Linked DNA regions of Mus musculus: region 1 is linked to region 2. The links are chromatin contacts, called in public Hi-C maps. All regions are on one chromosome and are shown on one strand. Each heading gives the region's core, a stretch centred on a gene start, on an enhancer-like site or on the middle of the called end of the contact. The rest is flanking DNA. Distances are from core to core; before and after follow the strand shown.

What was found. Hi-C and Micro-C count contacts between places; a contact is called where the count stands out from the background.
Region 1: a contact with region 2 is called in a Hi-C map of bone marrow-derived macrophages, with 16 read pairs. The contact joins two enhancer-like sites. A contact is called at or near these places in 1 of 15 datasets of contacts at CTCF or cohesin (the NIH/3T3 cell line) and 1 of 484 Hi-C or Micro-C datasets (bone marrow-derived macrophages).

The regions. Positions count from the first base shown.
Region 1 is chr15:5,854,675-5,859,116 of GRCm38.p6, reverse strand. No RefSeq gene overlaps it. Among named protein-coding and RNA genes, the nearest start is that of Gm41258, 180 kb to the right of the region's middle. Within about 2 kb of position 2,681, at least 2 of the 459 cell types and tissues checked have an H3K27ac peak or open chromatin away from gene starts, as enhancers often do. A contact at or near this core is called in bone marrow-derived macrophages, where this site is marked.
Region 2 is chr15:5,295,034-5,299,184 of GRCm38.p6, reverse strand. All of the region lies in intron 1 of Gm41257 (a long non-coding RNA gene), which reads right to left. Among named protein-coding and RNA genes, the nearest start is that of Gm41257, 42 kb to the right of the region's middle. Within about 2 kb of position 2,009, at least 3 of the 459 cell types and tissues checked have an H3K27ac peak or open chromatin away from gene starts, as enhancers often do. A contact at or near this core is called in bone marrow-derived macrophages, where this site is marked.

The DNA.
Region 1 (4,442 bases), core at 1,432-3,931, 560 kb before region 2:
GTCTGTTTATGTAATGGATAGCATGTATTGATTTTCTTGCATATGAAATCATCCGTATATATCTGTAATAAAACTAATTTGGCCTGGATGATCTATTTGATATGAACTTGAATTTGGTATGCCAGTATTTGATTGGAAAATTTTGCATCTATGTTCACAGGAAGTTCAGTCTATAAATTTTCCATTGTTTTGTCTTTACTGCATTTTGATGCTGAGATAGTAATAGTTATAAAACATTTTGGGTGCTTTCCTTCTTTTTCTACTTCATTGAATACCTTGAAATGTACTTCTGTTAATTTTTTTGAAATTCTCATCTTTAAACTGATACAGTACCTCAATATTGAATCTGATATCCTACAGCTGCTAGAAGAAACAGTATGGAGAATGATTCAACATAGAAACACAGGTGAGGAATTTCTGAGTAAGACTCTAATAGCACAAAAATAAGGTCAACAAAAGTGATCTCAGAAACTAAAACACTTCTATGCAACAACGAAAATTATGAGCCAGGTAAATAGGGAGCTCGCAGAATGGGAAAAATATCTTTGCCAGCTATTCATCCAACAGATGATTGAAGTTCAGTATATACAAGTAGATCAAAAACAAAACAAGGCCAAAGAAACCAAAAACTAAACATTATGAAAATAATCAGCTTCTGTCCATTGGTTGGGTGAAAATATCTGCATCTGACTCATTTAGCTGCTTGTTGGGTCTTTCAGAGAGCAGTCACGATAGACCCCTTTTTGTGAACATTCCATAGTCCCAGTAATACTGTCAGGCCTTGGGGCCTCCCTTGAGAGGAATCCCTATTCGGGCCTGTCACTGGACCTCCTTTTCCTCAGGCTCTTCTCCATTTTTGTCCCTGTAGTTCTTTTAGACAGAAACAACTCTGGGTCAGAGTTTTTGACTGTGGGATGGCAACCCCATCCCTCCTCTTTATGCCTGGGTTTTCAACTAGAAGTAGGGGGGCTCTACTTGTTTACTCTCTCCATTGTAGGGCATTTCATCTAGGTTCCCTCCCTTTGAGTCCTGAGAGCCTCTTACCTATCCCAGATCTCTGGTACATTCTAGAGGGTCCCCCTAACTCCTACCTCCCAAGGTTGCCACTTTCCATTCTTTTTGCTGGCCCTCACTGAGCTACCATCCAGGCAGCATACACCAGTTGATGTGAGGCCCCCAACACATATACAGCAGAGGACTGCTGGGACTGGACTCAGTCAGAGAAGATGCACCTAACCCTCTAGAGACTGGAGGCCCTAGGGAATGGGGAGGTCTGGTGGGGTGGGGGTTGAGGGGGGGTATGAGATGTTGAACAGTCAGAGGGTGGACCAAGAGGGGGATAAATTCTGGACTGTAGAAAAAGATTAAATAAAAAAAAGAAAAAAGAAAATAATCAACTTAATTAAAAATGAGCTATGGAGCTAAGCAGAAAATTCAGAAGAATGCAAATGACTAGGAGACACTTACTGAAGTAATCAATGTCCTTAGCCACCAGAAAAATGCAAATAGACACCAATTTAAAATTCCCCCTCAGTATAGTCAGAAAAGCCAGCTCAGGAACACAAATAACAAATACTGACTTGGGTGTGGAAAATGAGACTCTCGTATACCATGGGTGAGACCATAAACTAGCACAGCACCTTTGAAAAATGTTCTGGAAGCTTCCCCCAAAAAACCATAGAATAGAACTGCTGTATGACACAGTCATAGCATTCCTGAGAAAATAACACGTGTTTCACATCCCTACCTGGCCATTCAGTATTCTGTCATGGAGGTCTGGAACCAGGTATGATATTTGATATGTCTTCTCTGTAACCAGTCTTCAATGGTCTTCCTGATCCATGAAAGCTAAGGTTTGGTGTTTGCAATGGATTTCTCTTTTTCTCTGTTGATTTCTATAAGTGTATGTTGTCTTCAGAAATATGATAACCAGGGGCAATGTACATAGCATGTGATTTTTTTTGAGACCTATGAGGTCTCTGTGATCAATGCTTTGAGTGGCATTATCCTAGACTTGAACTGCATTTTTTTTTCATTCATTAACACTTCTTCTCAGAGTGGTATTGTCTACCAATACAGGTTACTTGTTTTTGAACATGTTACTATCTTTTAAGTTCCAGTTTGAAATTAGCTTACTATCTGGTCAGAGTCCATAAAGTGCTTTCATAGAAGTTTAGTTTTGTGCAAACCACCAACTTTCTGCTCATGTCCTCTATCTACCCATCCTTATCACTACATAATCCTTTAACATTGTATTCTCCCATCTTTTATACACAAATTCTAATCACCCTTCACTTAGATTTGCAATTTGGGTTTTTAGATATGCTTCCATATAAAACAAAAGGGTGTTAAAGGATATTTGGTCACAGTTTGAACCTGAGACTCTGACATTTACTGGATGTAAAAAAATAATAATAATAATAAATAAAAATAAAACTCTGTTTCTAGTGGTGTGGCTCATCCTTAGCATACACTTTTAATCCAAGAGCTTTCTGTTTATTGTAAACACTATAAAATAAAATCAACCAGAGGTCAAGGGGAAGAACATGTGACCAGTTGACAGGAAGTGAACACAGAAAAAACCATAGAGAGTAAGAGGAAGTCAGGAGGACACATAGAGAGACTTAAAGGAAGTAGAAAGGAGGGATATTGAGTTTGAGTGGGGGTTGGATCTGTGTGGAGGAGAACTTCCTTTCCCTCTGGAACTTAAGCCAAAGAGGAACTTCAGCTGAGTACTTTCTCTGCCTCTCCAAGGTGGCAGGCTTTCACCCCAGCATCTATGCCAAGTCTTTACTGGTAAAATTGAATGAGTGAGATTTTGTTTAAAAACAACAGAGGGGCTTTCTCTGACTGATACCAAGATCCCTGTCGATCTCCTAGGCCTGGATCAATCATTTTGTTATTTTGATAGATGGGAATATTACCAAATTGCCATCTAAATACTTAGCACTTATATCTATAGACCAGATTGCTTTCAATCTTGTTCAGAGAAATGTGTGTGTGTGTGTGTGTGTGTGTGTGTGTGTGTGTGTGTGTGTGTGTAGACAAAAGTCAATGAGAGATCTATGACTTGTCAAACTCCTAAGAATAGGAGATGCAGAGTCTAGCCTTAAATAGACATCTACATTAATCCCACCCCATCTGCAAGGCTCAGGGAACACCACCAACGAGAAAGTGAAAAGATTATAAGACTCAGAGGATTGCTGTCTTCTGGACACAACAGGGCAATCAAAATCAAGACGTCAAAATCAACTGTGGGTACCAGCATAAGACCTAGAAAGGACTGGGATAGCCAAAATCTTGGCATAGCCATATATTCAAGAGTATTTTGGCAATGGCTTACTTTTTAAGGGAGAGGAAATCATTTTTTACTACCGATGTACGCAGTGGTAGTTTTCCCATGCTCAAGTGAATGCTAACATACCCATACACAACTGGGCAACACTAACGGGACATGAAATTGGAATGGGAGCCTGGCAGTAGTGGCACATGCCTTTAATCCCAGCACTTGGGAGGCAGAGGCAAGTGGATTTCTGAGTTCGAGGCCAGCCTGGTCTACAAAGTGAGTTCCAGGACAGCCAGGGCTGTACAGAGAAACCCTGTCTCGAAAAACAAAAACAACAACAACAAAACCAAAAACCAAAAAACAACAACAATAAAAAAAATCAAAACAAAGAAAAATTGGAATGGTTGTTTTGAAGGGATATGGGAGGAGCTGGAGTGGGGAATGGGTGGATGTGATCATATTCCTTTCTATGTATGTATGAAATTTTCAAACATAACAAAAATGTTTAAAAATTAGTTTGTCATTAACCACAGAATACTGATGAACTAAATTTCTGAGGAATAATACTCAGTTACATTCTTGTCGGGTTTTCTTAATTTTTAGGAGCTATAAAATATCTCAATGATTATGAGTATGATGTACTAGGCAGGACATCCAGTAACTTTTTTCTCAGTTACAAATCTTTCTCATTTTTTCCCAGACAGAATTTGAATTAGGATAGTGATGGTGGCTACAGATAGCAGTGCTAAGTAATAAATCTGAGCCGATTACACTGCTGATTATGGAGGGGTCGAGGCAGGGGTTGGAAGGATGAGAGGGAAAGTGATGCAATTATGTTTTAATTAAAAATGTAAAATAAATGCTGAGGGGTAGTAGTGGCATTAGCTCTCCAAAGCTAATAAATGCATGTGTGGAAGAGGGAGATCAGGGGTCATGTCTTCATTTGCTAGGTAATTTGTTTTCCTGTGGAATTGCTTTATGTTCTGCATGACACTGGCTCACAGGACTGGAACATAAAATGCTAGCTAGAACACAAGGTAATGTTTATAGAAGAAAAATGGGTGTGTAGAGAGACATTCTCCCAGATGTAAGATGTCTCTGCCTGGGAAGATGGATCAATGCATAAAAGAATTTGCCACAAAGCATGATAACCTAA
Region 2 (4,151 bases), core at 760-3,259:
TATGAGTATGTGTACCAGAAGTCATTCCTCAAGTGGTGTCTCCCTTGTTTGCCTGAGACAGCATCTCTAACAAGCCTGCAACTTGCTAAGCATGCCAGGCTGGCCAGCCAGTGAGCACTGGCAATGTATGTATCTCCTCCTCCCTAGCCCTGAGATTACAAGTGTAAGCTTATATGGGGGCCAACTTTCTTCTTATATGGGTCCCAATACTCAAACTCAGACTTCCGTGTTTACATGGCATGCATAGCTAAGTTGCCTCCCCAGCCCAAAGGCTGATTTCAATGTTCTGAAAAAAAAAATCCAGACTTAGTCATTACTAATGGTCTTTCGTCATCTCCTATGAGGAATTAGTGACACTGAAGTAAAAAGAAAAAAAAAATGTGTACTGATATCATAAGAATCATACAATGAAAGAATATTTGCTGTTTAAAATCTGTACCTGTGTTGCTTTTCACATATTTCCATTAGGTTTTCAAGGAAGAACTGTCTAGAAAACATAGCATTGCATGGAAGTAGGACAAACTTAAAACCCTTGTGTGTTTAACTTTTGCAGTAGGAGAATCTCCCACAGCTATACTTGTCAAGATCATCTATGTGTTTGTATTACTAGACATTTCTAGCTTAATATCCAGAGGTGAAATATAGAAATGCTATAGAAATGTGATTATATCAAACATGGTTATTACTCAGAAAATATTCCACAAAGTTTACATCTTATGATGCAGTTTTGGGGGATAGTTAAATAGGTTTTTAGTACCGGGCATGAATTCCCTCTTATTAAGCAAGTCTTAAGTCTCATTATGTGGCTGTTGGTTACCACTAAGACAAAAGTGCCACTATTGCACTTCTGAGTGCATCTTGCTGTGTTCACTATTGTGGTTCATGGGCTTTGTAACTGGTTTGGACTATTGGTTGCTTTTCTCCCTAGGCAGCTTATATGGTACCTTCAGATGAGAGTTGGTACTCAGAGTTGAAACTTGCAAGTCAGTTCCAGGTCGATTTGTCAAAGTCCTGTGTCTGAAGTAGGTGGTGCCTTCAGCAATAGGATTTATCTTCGAGTTTTGAGAAGCAACCAAGGGTAACAAGAATAGCTTACATTGTTTTGGAAGATCCTTGGGACCTGTGGCTGTGCCTGACAGTGGAGGTTTTGTTAGATAATCTACGGCTCCAGGGGAGAGTACCATCCCTTCAAGTAGTATAACTTCATTTAAATATATACATATATGAATATGCATATGTATGAATATGCACACATAAATTTCTATGTATGAATATGGAAGTAACAGGGCAGTACAAGCATAAGTGTCTCCATAGGAGGCATTTACTAAAGTCCTCCTACAGCCCTGGGTTCCACGGTAGAAGAAAAAAAGGAAGACACAATTTAGACTCATACAGTGCTCAGAGTGTTATTTTCAATGAGGTCCTAAAGTCATACCTGATACATAAGATGTTACTGATACATTTTGGCTGGGTTACATGGGAGTTTACATTTACATGGTTGTGCTATACCGGGTAATATAAGGTTTATGTCTTCATAGAACAATTGTCCTAGATTTTGCTTTGTTTTGTTTTGGGTTTTGGGGGGGGTTTGTTTTTTGTTTTTGGTCAACTTGACACAGATAGGGTCATCTGGGAACAGTGACTTGGGCTGAGAAAAATGTCTCCATCAAATTAGCCTACAAGCAAGTCTGTGAGTTATTTGCTTGATTAATGATTGCTGTGGAAGAGCCCGACTGCTTCCCTTAGATAGGTGGCCCTGGGTTATACAAAAACAATGAGCTGAGTAGGCCATGGAGAAAAAAGCCAGTGAGCTCCATTTTAACATAGTCTCTGCTTCAGTTCCTGCCTCCAAGTTCCTGTCTTGAATCCTGTCCTCATTTTGATGGTGGACCGTGATATGAAAGTATAAGCCAAATAAAGCCTTTTCCCCCAAGTTGCTTTTGATCAGATCATTTTATCACAGCAGCAGAAGCCAAACTAGGACAATGATGAGCACATGAAACAAGGAAATAAGAAATAAGGAAGTGCAGTGGAGTGTTGACTCAGTAGTTAAGCCCACTGGCTGCTCTTGCAAAGGACCCAAATTCGGTACCCAACACCTATGTGGCACTTTACAAGCAACTGCACTACATTTCCAGAAAATCCAATGCCCTCTTCTGCCCTCACCAAGCATGTGTGGGATGCACATACACACATGCAGACAAAATATTTATACACATAAAAAATAAATAAAGTATTAAATAAGAAAATGAAGAAGGTGAGGAGGAGGAGGAAGAAGAAGAAAAGATGTGACTACATTATGGGTTTCCACTCTGATTAGAAAAAAATACCCAAAATTTTTTGTAGTAACATTCACAACAATGAACTCGCCAAAATACTTGGTGCATTAATAAAATAATTAGCAATCAACTAAAAGAGTGCTAATTAAAACTTTAAGCTGGAACAAAGGCTATCACGTTGTGGGACCATGAAAGGCAGCCTGTTTTCTGGTCAAGCTAGGTTAAAACCCCAAAGACCCAACAGATTAATCTGCAAGGGACAGAAAGCCCATTTGCCATGCTCCCAGATATAAGCCCCCGACACAAGGACCCAGCTCCATAATTCTGTGGCCATCAGGCACTTAGGCTGTCTGGACTCCACCCCCACAGTTACCTGGCAATAGCCAGGTATGCTCCTCCCCACAGTTGCCTGGCAACAACAAGGTAGCCCAGCCCACTATAAAAGAAGCTGCTTGGCCCCTCCTTTCTCTCTTCTCTCTTAAGCTCTTGCTCTTACTCTCTCCTTTTGCTCTCCTTCTTCCCCCCCCCCCCACTTCTCCCCTCTCTCCACATGGCCATGACCACCCTCTTCTCTACTCTTCTCCCTCTCTCTGCCTTTCTACAATAAACACCTTGAAAGCATGGACCATCTCTTCTCATCAAGATCCACCGTGCTGGAGCAATGGAACAGGCTTCCCTCTAAGGAGCCACGCATCTAACCTCCCACTGGGAGGCCTCCCTGTGCTCTGGCCACAGCTATCAGACAACCCAAGTCGCCTGCTGAGCTAGCAGCCTGAGCTAGCCAGACTCTCTCATCCCTACAGTAACCAGCTAGAGCTTTCCCCCTGCCCTCCCTTCGGGAGGGTCTGTTCTCAGCTCTTCCACAACATACAGTGGTCTGGGATGTCTGAGAGCAAGAACTTGTTGTCCCTGGCAACATGCGTCCAGAAACCCCAAAACCAGCTCCTCCGTGGTACCCAGCAGTCTGTAGTGCCCCAGAGTCAGAGTCTGCACCTCCCCCCCACACCCCCGACCATCCCCCGAAGCGGGGTTCTGTGGCCTGTGAGGCCCTACTCTCATCCCGAGGGGTTCTGTGGGATCCAGCAGCAATCTTCCCGAGCTCTGGTGGGACACAGGTCTCTCCCACCCCTTTATTTCCCCACACCCAGTGCCCAACATCATTAGATAACAGACACCCTGTCCAATGGAGCATTCACACCTTATTCCCAAAACCAGGCACCAACTTCCATCTTTAGCCTCCTTTTCAATCACATGAAAGTCGCCAGGAGACAGACTAAACGGAAGCCATAGATGGCTGGGTCTTCTTAGTGCTGGTGGTCTGGCCCGTACATCTTTCTTCACAGATGTCACTTCCCAATTCTCAGATGATAAAAGATTTATTTGTGTTTTATTGTTGTTGTCCTTGCTGTTTGTTTGTTGTGATGTCTCTTTTGCTTCCTTGGTAACTACTTGTTGCCTTTCAACAGAGACCTCTTGATGCTTCTCTTAATACTCTCCCATTCACCTCCCCTCATGAGTTTTTGAAGGGGGAAAAAAAAACAATTTACTTAATTGATCTTTACTTTCTAAGAGCTAATGGAAATCTTCATTTTCAGTTCTGATGCAGAAAGGTGTCAAAGGTATGAACTGATTGATTTTTAATCAGGTTAATCCTCCTGCTGGAAGCCTTCACTCAAAATAACTTCTTTAAAAATGACCAATTGATTAATCAATCCAGCTACTATAACAAACCTTTAAGTTTATTCCCTCTCACTGTCTTAAAGAAGAAAAAAAAAGTTAAAGAAGGCACTATTAAGAAAAAGAAAAAAAAAAAAAAACTAAGGAAAATTGCTTGCTGCTGTAAGGTTGTCAAATAGTGTTTTACTTACACAA